Linked DNA regions of Anas platyrhynchos: region 1 is linked to region 2. The links are chromatin contacts, called in public Hi-C maps. All regions are on one chromosome and are shown on one strand. The core of a region is the stretch at or near the end of the contact, and the rest is flanking DNA. Distances in the headings are between cores, read along the strand shown. Region 1 overlaps ADK (adenosine kinase). Region 2 holds the start of DUSP13B (dual specificity phosphatase 13B).

Region 1 (6,266 bases), core at 2,901-5,400, 430 kb after region 2:
AATTTTTTTAAAGATGCATTTAACTACATAAATAAATTCTTTAAGTCAACTCATATTTACCTTCTTAACCATTAATTTATTTAGTAAGTGTTGGAAACATTTTTTTTTATTAAATCATTATCTTATATATTTAAAATGCATACCAAGCAGGGGACTTGAAGAGCCAATGGGCAACTTCACAGATAACCATAAATCATGATTTTAAGAGGTTAAACCTTAAAAATTCTAAGTTAACAAGAAATGAGTCAAAGAGCTTTAAAAACGGTCACTGGTCCCTTCCCTCCTCTGCACCCATGATGACTTTTTTTTTTTTTTTTCAAAAGACCAACATTCAAGTACCGTTCCCTCCGTTTTACCTAAATACTTGCTATCTTCATCTTACAGAAATTAAACAAATATCATAAATAAGTAAACAAGTGAAAATAACTGACCTATTTGTCTACTATAAGCAATAATTACAGTAGTTTTCCTCTATGAAAACTAAATTCAATATACCTATTTCTAAGATTTGCCTCCCATTTTCATCTGCTTTTTATAATTTGCTTTCACCAAAGCTGCTAAATTTAGTTTGGAAAAGGTAAAATGAAAGCGTCCTAATTCCATTTCAAAAATCACTGCTTCAGGTTTAGAACTGCCTCAACTTGTCTAACAACCCATGCGTTACTTTACTCTCTGAATCAATGTACTTGATATATTCTCTGAATAAATGTACTTTAATACCTTAAACACAATAGGGTATAGAGGCAGTTTTGTCACTCTCCCCCCCCCCAACTCGATACTGGTCAATCCTAAAACTTTTCACTAATTTCAGGTTACTGATGGCAGACATATTTTATATATTCAACACAAGTTAGCACCAATTTTGTTCTCTGCATACATGAGGTATGAAGACTGATGAAATTGGATAATAATAATCACAGTGGATCGCAATGTTCTCATTTGCTTTTTGTATGCTGATTACGGTCACTTTCAGCAAGTTCATTCACACTAAGGAAATGCACAATCAATCTTCTGTTTAAGAAAATCATGAATGATTATCGAGCTTCATTAGCCCACATCACAAATATCATTTGGCAAAATGAAATGCCATGTTGACGCTGATACAGAAGTTAATACAAGAGCAAATACACCACCCTTCAGCATCAAGAAAATACTTAGTGGAATTAAATGGTTCTCAGCTCTTCCCCATTTCCATGATCATTAATGGGGTAGGTGTAGGGGGGAAACACCTCCAGGTGGCTCAGTCCTATGCAAACTCATTAGGTTCATTATTATTATTATTCATTTCATAGTGTTCACGTTAGCATGAGTAAGACATTGGGCATTCACAAATCCAGGTCCATTCTTCATCATTTTAAGAATCCAAGATGAGTAACTAAAAGCTCAGTACCAAGTCATTCAAATTCACTTGTACACAGAAACATTGCAAGTTTAAGAGAACTAAATCAGAGATCACAACTTAAGGGGAAGAACTACACCAGTTCATACTGTTAAATGCTTTTTGAGGAAACAGAATTATGTGCCTGAAGTGCCCAGAAATATTCTGCATTACCACCATTTATCAGTGGCACGTATACTTTGTAGTCTGCAATTGACCTTGTTTCAAGCCTGATATCATCTCCATTTGTGCAATATTACTTTCTTTGATCTAAAATACAAAAACAGTGCAAATTCTAGCATGCAGATTTCAACATGGCAAGTGTTTGCTAGTTCCACAAAACTAGTTGTAGGATTAATAGTTTACCCAGAACAGTAACACCAGGTGTAAAGGTTTAGTAACAGAAAGAGCTCAAATTTCACTTTTAACCTACTTTTCCCGTCTTTCTTCTCGGGTACATTCAGTATCTGACACCTTTTCAAATGTACCTGTATCTGAAACTTCTGTTTTTTTCTATTCTGTATCACCACTACCTTGTTCTGAATATTATACCAGCATACCACTTTATTCATTACAAGTGGAAAAGCTTGTTATTTAGGAGGTTTTAATAAATAGATACAATGCTTACTAACTAAAGCTTCAGAGCACACTAAAAACACAAAGAAATGTGATTGTTAAATGTGACAGTATGAACACATTTTTACAAGAAACCCAGAAATCTTCGCATACATTCAATTTTCAATGGCTTATAGTGAAATCAGTCCCTAAACAAACTGTGAGAGCCTTTTACTTCTTTCCCAACACTGCTGCCTCTCCATTATCTACTTTATTACACAAGTACTCATGCTCCAGTTGGTCTCTAAATAAATCATCCTCCCACAAGAGAAACTAGTTCCATTCTTAAATTATGAAATTTAGATCAATTTTCTGGTGCTTTAAATCAATGTAACTGATGGGCCAATTTCAAATCAATTTGATGCATGTAATTTACAATAAGCATGCACATCCTTCCTCTGAAAGGCTAACAAATGAATTTTTCAATGACCTCACCATGATTACCATAGGAATGTAAACACTCAGCTGTAACATTAAAAAAATTAAAATTAAAATTAAAAAAAAAAAAAGAGGAATAAAAAAAAACAACACACCTTCATCCCCAAAGCCCCCTGAAACTGAGGGGAACTCCTACCCACAAGGAGAGCATAAAAGGTAAAAGTAGTGCTCTTCACTATGGTGATCCAAATACACCATCAGGCCCTTTCTCATCCACAGAAGTAGGTCATTTTTTCATGCTTTGTCCACTGACAGTTTGATACATCTCCATACTTTTCCCAGAAGTTTAAGAATATGATTGATAACTTTTTGTTCTTTCTCAGTGAAATACAACAATACTCACCAGAAATTCAACCTTAATGGTAACTTTAAGATATGGCAGACATGCAAAACAAACAAATCTACTACATGGTGAGGAATGAAGTATGTTGAAAAAGCTTGAAGTCCTATACACTAGAGCGTATATCACTCTATACTGAATCTGAGTGATCTGTTATCACTCTGTAACTGAATCAGCCTTCAGTTCCAAACCCCCTATGTCTAACTTAAAAACAAGACACAAAAGAAAACCCAAACAGGTTGGGATTCCACAAGTAGAGGAAATTTGAAGTTCAATGCAAAAGCAAACAAAACTAAATTAAAAAAGAAATAGAAGTTAAAGTTAACTAAACAAATAGAAAATAAAAACAAAACCTCAGAGAAGACACCAGATGCATCATCTACCAACAACTCCTTTCCTGCTGTTAAAACACACGTTGCTTTCTGCTATATGTCAGGAGCTCTGAGGGCTGCAGTTCCCTACTGCTTGTTTTACTCAGAGCTTGGGTGGTACCTACACAGAGCTGCTGCATTTCTTTCTTTGCTACTCCTATCAACATTTTTGTCATGTTTCAAACTTTGTTTTACTTAACTGATTTTGGAAGCAGCAATTACTTTGACATCTAAGTAGTGTGGGTTAAGTTAAAAATACAAATGACAGAAAAAATGCAGCAATATTTAAGTCCATATAAAAACAGTTGTGCTATTGCTGTCACGGCATGAGCCTGAAATCTCCATTACATGTGCTGTTTTTAAACATATGTTCTGCAAAGGTCACCTTTTTCAGTAGCTTTAATGATAGGCAGCCTTGCTCTCCAAGTATTAAAGTCAGTAAAACATCACTAAATTGCAAAAATGCAAAATATGAAACAACATAAGAATACATGGGATATTTGAATCAAAGCAGACTCCTGTCCATAACTGCAGGCAGAAATGATCCAGGCCACAGAATGAACTGCATAGATCAAACTCCCCAAGAATAACTTACCATTTACATTAATCTGAACTGCATCCTATATAGGACCAAAAGCCACAAAACATCACGCTTGCCACAGAGTATAGGCTAAAACGATCGGTGTTGATCAATGATCAACAAAAAATGGTAGAGAAAGAAGTATTAACAATGCCTAATGTTCCTGCAGTATTAAGAGGGATGACCATTAGATGACCCGAGGTCCCAAACACACAAGAAAGCCAAAACCAAACCAGAACTGCACTCAGAGTTCTCATCTATTTCACTTCTCCAGATTTTAGTTATGAAGAGCAAATTTTTTGTTCAATCTTAACTATGAAAATATCCCTAAATTAACAAACAAGCATTCCTAGCAGCTAGCACATGCATTCCAGTCCAGTCCCGATTTTTTTTTCTTATCTTTAAATCCTACATCAGTGGTTATTCTTTTCCAAGAACACAGTGTTCATGTCTCCACTTGTTTATTCTTCAGAGAAGATAAAAGCGTCCTACATACATTAACCACTATGAGTTTAGAAGCAGCAGTCTCATACTTGAAAGGTTTCATAATGCCATCAGAACTACCCAGACAGCTCGATTGAGAGCGAATTGCCCCAAGAAGTCCTAGATCTGAAAAAAAAATTTCAAGCTCATAGACACAGAGATAATGATAGAGCCAAGCAATCAACTGTGTTTAGGAGTAGCTGTGCACATTGTACATATATTTCAGGGCAACTGTCAGACTAGCTCTTGCCTACTCCCATAGCCCACATTCATTAGTTAGCATACCTAAGGAGCATGCCCTCTTTTTAGATTCACCCAGGAAGAATTCAGCCCATGTACTCTGGCTACAACAGGAAGGCAAGTGCAAAAGCAGGGACAGTCCAAAGCAACAATTTGAAAGTAGAAGAAATCCAAAGTAGACACTAAAATAAATGCACCCACAGAAAACACTAGCTGCCTGCCCAGACAGCATCCATATTAACTGAGTGTCTTTTCCTCAAAGGCTACCTTCCTGAAAGCACAGCAGGATTATATTTAACATCTGCCTTTCCAAATACTATCCCTACATGTAAATCCAATGAGTAAGTGTAATTAATTTCATTTACATATTAACACCAACTGGCTTGGATAACCTACAGTCTAGTCTACTTAAAACAAGAACAAAACAAAAAAGCAATTTACATGAACAGGGCCAATACCAGTGCTGTATTAACCACATGTATTATGGGAGCATTCTAACTCAGACAACTACAGGACTTACTCTGTCCTCCCAAAAACAGGCATAAAGTGGCCATTCCACTGCAAAGTAAGGCAGAGGAGATAAGGCCACAGCAGACCCCCCAGGGTCCATGACCTGGGGTAAATGACTTGCACTCTCCCAGCACCAGAAGGGGTTAGGCTAACCGCAGTCTGTATCCTTTAAGGGCAAGCCTACACAGCCTCATTCCAAACCTGCATTTGCATGATGAAAGAGCAGGAAGAAAAAGCAAGTCCAGAAAATGTAAGCTTATTTGTGTTTTGAGAAACTGAAACACTGAGCACAATTTGTAAAGTAGTATATACACCCCTCAGGCTAAGAGAAATTTGCATATCAACATATATTATGCTAAAAATAGCAGTTTTAAATTGTTTAGATATACACAGAATACTTACTTGCAAACATTTCTTCTCTAGATAAACACCCGTTTGAAGTCTGCACTTAATACGATCAAATGTTCTTCATTAGGATCAAAGTTCATCCAATTCAACAAAGTTGTTTTAAATAATGCCAAGTATTCAGAGAGAAGTCATGATGTAATATGAGAAATTTACATACTGTGTTCCCTCTCATTGTGGCTTTGGGTTTTTAATGCGAAATTTAACATCTGCATATGCTTTCCCCTGCCCCAGTTTATTAAGGACTTAACAAGGAAAAATAATTTGTTTCATAATTGTCAGGATACTGCTTGCAGGATTTTCATTCCTTCACCCAACCAGCTTGCCAAATCCAGCATGCCTCATTTTAGATCAGTTTGCCTGTCTGAAGCTCCCAGATTGGTTTAATATTGGCTTGCTTCTCTTTAATACTAAAAACAAAACAAAAAAAACACACATGCAAAAATCAGAGAAGCAGTATTAACGGTCATGGTTTTTGCTCTCCTTAAAATGAATCTTTTAAGCATTGCCCCTCTTCAAAGAGAGCAAATTTGAATAGTACCCCAAGACACAAGGGAGAGCAAAGAGGTAATGTGTGACACTAATGACTAACACTGAATTCAAATGGTTTATAAAGGCTAAAGTAAAATGAAAGCTGGAAAAGTGGGAGAAGGGGCTTCTAATACTCAGAGAAGATTCATGCATCTACACTAAAATACTGGGCCCAAATACATAAGGCCCAGCCTGATGACAAAGACCAAAGAATCTGGATGCTCTGAAAAAGTATATGTCAGTATCTGTTTTATGAAATTTATCACAATTACTGTACAGTATAATTTTTTAAAAAGACATATGTTACTACTACATCTTGGTTGTGGAACACCCTATCTGCATTCACAATCACACTGACTAAAACATGAGTTTGTG
Region 2 (7,048 bases), core at 283-2,782:
TTATATTTTGAGACTTGAATCTGGCACTAGTTAATTCTTGCTTTTACAACTGGTGGAGCCCCTGAGTTGGGGGTAAAGAGGCTGCTTAGAGGCAGAGCAGCTGGGATACAACACAAGCCACTCTTAAAGAAATGATTCCAAGTCTATTTACAGTGATTTCCTTTTGACTGTTCATCAAATAATCATTGTTTTTTTTTTTCTTTCATGAAAAAATCTTTGTTCAAGAGGGCACTCAAATCCTCTTCATCTTCCCTAGTAAAATTCATCCAGGAGGTGCTGTGGAAAATGCTTCTGAAGAGGAAAGTGGGTTCCAAGCTGAGGCTCCGAACAGCCACATAGGCAGTGGGAGTGGGTGCAGGAAGGAATTTGACAACAAAGTTCAAGGGATCCCAAATCTGTCTGGCAGTTCAACATCATAAAACTCATGATTTTCTTTCTCAGAAATAAAGGCCATTAGCATTGCAACATCGTGTTCTGTGGCATTTGCTTTTGTGAGGGGACTCAAGTGAAAACTGAAGGGACACAGGAACAGCAAGGGAGGTGCTGACAGGCGCCAGACTTTCATCTTTGTGTCTCTGGGCCACCATAGGAGTGCTCAATAGCTACTGTCATCTGATGGATCAGTGCTGCCTGGAAACTATGAGAGGCACATCTGGCTCTCGGTTCCCAGTGGACAAACGTTCAGAGCACAAAGCCAGCTCGGGGATGGCAGTTGTTTGCATTCCCGGTACCACACTTGGGAAGGCAGAGGCATGAATACTGCCCACCATGGCGAACCGGCTGCTCAAGAGCAGCTGAGCAACAAGGGAAAACATGCCTTGCCATTCCCAGTGCTGTCTGAAAGGCAGATTTCTGCCTTCCTGATGGACAACTCAGTGCCTTTTAAAAGTCTCTAGCAGCATCTACATCTGCTACGTAGACCACGCAATGGGAGCACAAACATGAAGCAGCACTTTTGGCTCTGCAGACCTGGTTCTCACGCTGAGGGGATCTCAGGGGGCTTTGTTCGGGATGAGTCCTGCGAATTGAACATCCCTGGGCAGCAGCAGAGCAGCACTGGAGCACAGCCTTGCTTTAGTTCCCTGCCTAAGGAAACCTGCTCGTGAGCTCCAGGGCTGCTCTACAAGGTCAACAAAGACACAGTGCATAAGAAGGGTCATCTTAAAAGTGTACTTTGGACCCAAATCCAAGTGTGATATGTGCATCTCAATTAACTCAAAAAAAATATAATAAAAATAAAAAAGGTTTCACTTTGCAGAAGTAGTGGACACCACCCCCAAAGGCAGATCAGGCTGCAGAGGTGCCCCCAGCCCCAGCCCCTCCTTTCCTCACGCTTCCCACCCGCAGGAGTCCCCCCGCCTCCCTCAGCAGCAGAAGCAGCACCGTGCCCGGCCCCCAGCCCCCGGCCCCCGGCCCCCAGCCCCAGCCCCAGCCGGCAGAGGCCGGGCCCCGGCCGCCTCCCCGCAGCCGCGGCGCTGCCGCCAGGTGGAGCCCTCGGCACGGCGCGGCCCCGCGGCGGGGCCAGGCCGCGGCCACCCCGGGCTGCAGCCCGGGCCCTGCGCCCCTCAGCGGCTTCCGAGCCCCAGGCCCCGCAGCGGGCTCCGGGTGGAAACCCGGGGTAAAAGGGGCAGCCACGGCCCCAGGCGAGCCGCCCTGCCCGGGGGAACCGGGCACGACCCACCCGGGACGAAGCCCCCCGGCCGCGGGTCTCGGGGTGCAGGCGAGGGCAGCCCGGGCACCTCAGCCCCCAGCCCCAGCCCTCATCCCCCTGCGTAACCCGGCTGCCAGCTGCCTGCCTCCGGCTGATGCTCGCGGGGCCAAAGAGGGTGGGGGATGATGGTTTATAATTAACACAAATAAAAATAGACTTTGAATAAACTGAACACGGGGAGGCTGGAAAGTTGTGCGCGCCGCTGGGAGGTGAGGAGGAAGGCAAGGGGCGTTACTCGGGGAAAGGTAAACTGAGGCACGGCCGCGCGGGAGCTTCGCCCACCACCAGGCAAGTACCTGAACGCTGCTCGCAACCCTGCCCCTGGCACCTTGCTGCACACAGCAGGACACGGGCAGGGCTAGGCCAGAGTACTGCCGCCGGTACTCCCATACTTGTGAAACTCTAGTTCGCCTTCCAGCTGGGCTCCCGCGGTGAGGAGCCCTCGCTGGAAAAGATGCTTAAATGAGAGCTTTTCCTGCTATAAATACCAGTCCATCTTCTTGTTATAGATGTTAGTCGATACTGGAATTTCTTAAAGATGCATCTTTAAGATAATAGCTGTGAAGTGCTGTCTACAGGTTTCCTACCTCTCAGATGATGTGCACAAGAGTCATTGAAACTGACGAACCAGCTACACTGGAGAAAATGTGAAACAGACTATGAGTAAAATGCTGTGCAGTTCAAAAACAAACGTGGGGGAAAAATTAAGAAGGTTGGGAGAGGGTAGACAATAACAAAGAGTTTCTTTGCCTTTTTTTTTTTTTTTTCAATACTCTTTATAGTTTGGGCTTCTAGGGTTTATTTATAACTAGGATAAAATTCTCAGGCAGAAGTGGGATTTTTTAATATCAACAGCCTTCCTCTGAACGTTTTTATTGAGGAAATATGTTTGGGATGCTTGGAGTAAAAGAGTACAGAAAGAAAAGACTGGGTTAAATTAATTCCTGCTAAATACCTACCAGCAGACTCGCTGTCTATATGGGGAGCTGGAGACAGAATTGTACCAGGGTAAAAAGGATACTGTGTCTATTTATAACTCTGCCTTCACCACCGTAGGAATTCAAAGGAAAACTCCAACTCAGCACACAGTCTTCTCATCATCTGCTTCTGTCAAGATTAAATCGGGGCTGAGATCATTCCCTTCCCCTGCAAATCTCTGCAAGGAAGTATTTGTTCCTTTCTGCACATAAAGGACTACCGCAGTACAAATCGCCTCAAAGCTCATGTGCTCTGGGAGCCCTCACCCAGCAAAATGTCACCTCTTCCACTGCGCTATCCAGGGTAGGGGAGCCTCACAAGCCCCCAGCAGTTTAGTAGTGAAGACCATGGGTGTCTCACCTGCTCTGCATCCCCACTCCCTGCACTGTCCCCAGCCCTCTTTCTTACATCAGATGCTATGGGGACTTGCAAACAAGAAGGCAGCACAGCTCCAGTGTGCCCCCAGTGCCAGGTCGCATGGAGCAGGAGAGGAACAGGGCCCCCAGCCCTGGGTCACACCTGCTCATCGTGCCACGTACTGAGATGAGATCCTTGTCTTGCAGCCTCTTGCCACTGGGAGGCATCCATCTCTGGAAAGGAGGGGGTGCAGTAGGTGCGTGGGGTGCCTTGTCTTTGGGAGAAATCATCTCACACGATATGAGTACACGTGAGAGTAGCCTTAGAAAAGGTATTTGCAAAAACCTGACCCCTATGCTAAAAATAAGGCAGGCTCCTGGAGTTCCTCAGCTCCACTCTTTTTCAGCATTATGGTGTCTCAGATCTTTCCTTCTCATCTTGCACCTTCCAGTTTCTCTTTAATAAGAGCTGCTCTTTCGTTCTTCACAAAGCACTATCTACTCTACTCTCTCGGAGCTCCTCTTTTGTAATTCTGTTATCAAGCTGTCTGCTAGGTGGGGAGCAGAAGGTGCAGGACTTGGTGCTGCCTTTGAGGTACAGCTAATTATTATGTGCATCTGTTATTATGGTTGCTGCCTCAACAGGTGGAAAACATGCTGTTCTCTGATAGATTGGAGCACTCTGTGCTCCTGCCTCGTCTTTTCTCTAAAGCCACTCGTGTGGTGTTCCTAAAATAATAAACACAGCCTCACTGCTGCCACAAAAACCCCTGGTAAATATATTTTTATGGGAATGAAATATTAAAGGATTTGAACAGTTATTCACTGAAAGCAAAATATGAGCAGTAAGGTTGGGTAAAGATTCAAAGGCTGGTTTGCTTCCTCTCCCTGGGGCACATCAAGGCTGTACTGCTTACACTTTAGAGATGGATAGTGGGGAATTACTTAACCCAAAATGATGGAAACAATTCAGACTATAATAATATAGCATGAGAGTTTCTCACATTACATCTATTCCCCATACTGCTGGCTATATTCTGCCTTCAGATTCATGTGCACAACTCTCATTGGATTCTGGAGGAACAGTATCTGAAGCCAAAATGCATTTCATTGTCTTTCTGAAGTCTCTCTACGGTATAGTTGGTAAATCCTGAGCTCAAGGACTGGGGACAAAGCTTGTCTAAACATTTCCCAGTGCCTGTCTCTGCAAGATTCCCATCTGCTGTGTTTTATTTTGAATTTCATCTTCCTACTTTCCTAAAAACACAAAGCAGAAACACGTTTCCTCTGCCCTGGAGAGCAGGAATCACCAAATTTCCCAGCAGGTTCTCTCACAACATGTGATGGATCCAAGTTTGTCTAAAAAAACTACAAACCCTTTATGGAGCAGAAAGGGAGGAGACCAGAAATGTGGGCCAAGTTTCAGAGTGTTATGAACACCTCCCAGCCCCCAAAGGGGCTCCATATCCTGTTTCCTCTCTCCCAAAAATTTCACCTGGCTTTGGGTTTCATTAAGAGAAATACACATTGCTCAAGTCCAGGCTCTAAGACTTCGGTTCATGCTTCCTGCTGACACTGCAGGAGAGCCACAAAAGCTGAGTCTGACCTGGGGGCTTCAAATTTACTACAATAGCAGAGCAAATTAAATAGAGAGCACATTAAGTGGCTTGGGAGATTGTTGTTGACCAACAAATCTTCATTAAGTTCCTGCATCAAGCTGTGCTATACCTCTGATGGAACTGGTTACTGCATCTCCATCTTCGTTTCAACTACTTCTCCACCAGGCTTAAAACAAATTCAGACTTGTTTTAGGTCTAATTAGAAACAAAATACAACATTAAGTCACCTTGCCCCGTGTATGCACCCAGTTTGGAGGTGTTGGTACATCATTCAAGCAGGCCAAATTCTTCTCCTTTCACCACCAGTTATTTGCTGCCCTGGTTTTCATTTACTTTTATTTAATACCAGTGTCTCGTGGTGACTTTGTTCACTGTGTTATGGGGACTTTCTGGGTCACTGGTTTGCATTACCAAAGACAAGGTCTGAGATCTGTTCCTGGCACTGCCCTCCAAACCTTTCAGCTGAGCACACCCTCGAGAGCCACCAGCACAAACCCCAAGAGCTTGTAGGACACACATCTCCCCATGGCAAAGCCTGTACTCTGATAACAGCAGCTTTGGCAGGATTAGAGCAAAATCTTTTTCTGGCTTCTGCAGCTGAAGGGAGACTATCACAGCAGGGGCCTCTGACATCGCTTCCCGCAGACCACTACCATAAAGATAGCTCTATAGGTAACACCCAGGTGCCATGCTCTTCTGCTGCATGGATTCTAAAAACACTTGCCCAATTTAGGCTAAACATAGAGAAGTTTAAGGGAAAAATACAGGGGAAGACAAAGGAAATTAAACGGCAGTGCTGAGAGTTAAGTAGCCTTAGCATCTGCAACATGCATCGCAGACTGTCCTTGCCCTGAGTTAAGAGGAGAAACAATTATTTGGTATTTATCTTCTAAATACAAGGTAAGAAGCCAAAGGTACATGCAGATGCACCATGAATGGGCGAGTTAGCCTGTAGTATTATGCTTTGCCTGATAACATTTATGGTGGCCAAACTACGTGCTGTCCATGGAGATTGATTGTACCCCGTACTATGTTGTCTCAAAACACTTGAAATATGTGGATGGGACTCGACCCTATTTGTATCAAAGAGAAAGCCTTGATTGTTTGGGTTTGTGCAGCAGTGCCACAGCACATGGCTTTTACTAGTTCCTAGCACCTGGGCACAGCAAGGAAACCTCCCCTTCACAAAGCTGCCTGTCGTGTCCCAGGCACGGCTGAAGAGTGCAAACACAGCAGCTGCCTAATGGGATCTGAATTATTTTTTGCTAATGGTTAGTTGGCTTCCAGCTCTAGAAGAAAACAAGTTCTGTTCTGTGACTTTAGAAATATGGTAAAAGTTAACCTAAAGGAGAAATGATTAGAAATACCTGTGATCCCAAGAGCTAATACAACTGCTGGGAAATTCTAGACCTCAAATCAGCTGTGCTACAGAATGATTTTTTTCCCTTTCAGCAGACTTAGTAGTGAGATTTTACAATGAGAAGAAAGCAATTTGCATAGCTGACTTGGGATTTCATCTCCTTCCATTGCATCTCTTAGACTGCACACACATCACCCAGCAAGTCTCGTATCTGTTCAGTCTCATACTGACCTCTGTACTAACTTGATTTATTGTTTTTTAGCTCTCATATAGTATATTATGTTATACCCCAAAGGGTCTGATTAGAACTGTCCAGTATTTTAATGATTTATGCGGGGCATCTGGGACTGCACGGGTAGCATACGTGTTGTGTCATTGCTATAGGAGGAGCCTTTATTGATCCATACCAGTGTGCTCCAAGACGAGAGTGTCAAATTCCAATAAGCTTTAGTTTACAAACCTGATTTGACAGGTGGCCAAGCCTGCACTGGGACTGACCATAGCTCTCATGGTGGGAATAAAACAAAACAGCTGGATTGCTTCTAGCCATTGCATTATGAGAGGATTTCCATTCCTTTCTCTTGTTCTATTTCTATCTGATAGTGCTTAAGGAGGTGTTTATCCTTTCTAGTTTTCCAGCCAGAAACCTGGGCAACAGGAGCTTGCTATCAGCTCTGTGGTCTATCTTTCTGCCAGAAGATACTGGTGAGAAACACAGGCTCCTGGAACTAGCCTTCCCAGTCTCTCTGAGTCCTGCCATGGCTATCACGCTAATAGAAAGCCTCAGATGAGAGAGGCTGTGATGAGAGAAAGAAAGATGAAGAAGCCCTTACTGCAATTGTTTTTAAGCATTTTATAAGGTCTTGTGCTGTTTTCCAGTATGATGATAAAGGATTTTGCAAACACTGAAAGAAAGGTATCAGGAGCACAGTGTGGTGTAATAAGGTTTCTGTGTCCTCAGTTTGATTTTTGCATGTTCTGAAACCTATTTTGAGTGCAAAAAACAAATCTGCTAAAGCATCCC

Evidence for each region. Hi-C and Micro-C count contacts between places; a contact is called where the count stands out from the background.
Region 1: a contact with region 2 is called in a Hi-C map of F5 follicle, with 4 times the contacts expected there. The contact joins the enhancer-like site here to the promoter of DUSP13B in region 2. A contact is called at or near these places in 4 of 8 Hi-C or Micro-C datasets (F5 follicle, liver, skeletal muscle and 1 more).

What each region holds. Positions count from the first base shown.
Region 1 is chr6:19,117,296-19,123,561 of IASCAAS_PekinDuck_T2T, forward strand. All of the region lies in intron 3 of ADK (adenosine kinase), which reads right to left. The region is part of intron 1 of LOC140002728 (a long non-coding RNA gene); the gene reads left to right. Among named protein-coding and RNA genes, the nearest start is that of ADK, 50 kb to the right of the region's middle. Within about 2 kb of position 4,151, at least 4 of the 8 cell types and tissues checked have an H3K27ac peak or open chromatin away from gene starts, as enhancers often do. A contact at or near this core is called in F5 follicle, where this site is marked.
Region 2 is chr6:18,687,156-18,694,203 of IASCAAS_PekinDuck_T2T, forward strand. It overlaps DUSP13B (dual specificity phosphatase 13B), which reads left to right and starts at 1,533. Exons shown (of 4, transcript XM_005015714.6): 1 at 1,533-1,999. It overlaps LOC101791401 (dual specificity protein phosphatase 13B), which reads left to right. Exons shown (of 6, transcript XR_003497891.3): 6 at 257-465. The region is part of intron 2 of LOC106015797 (a long non-coding RNA gene); the gene reads right to left.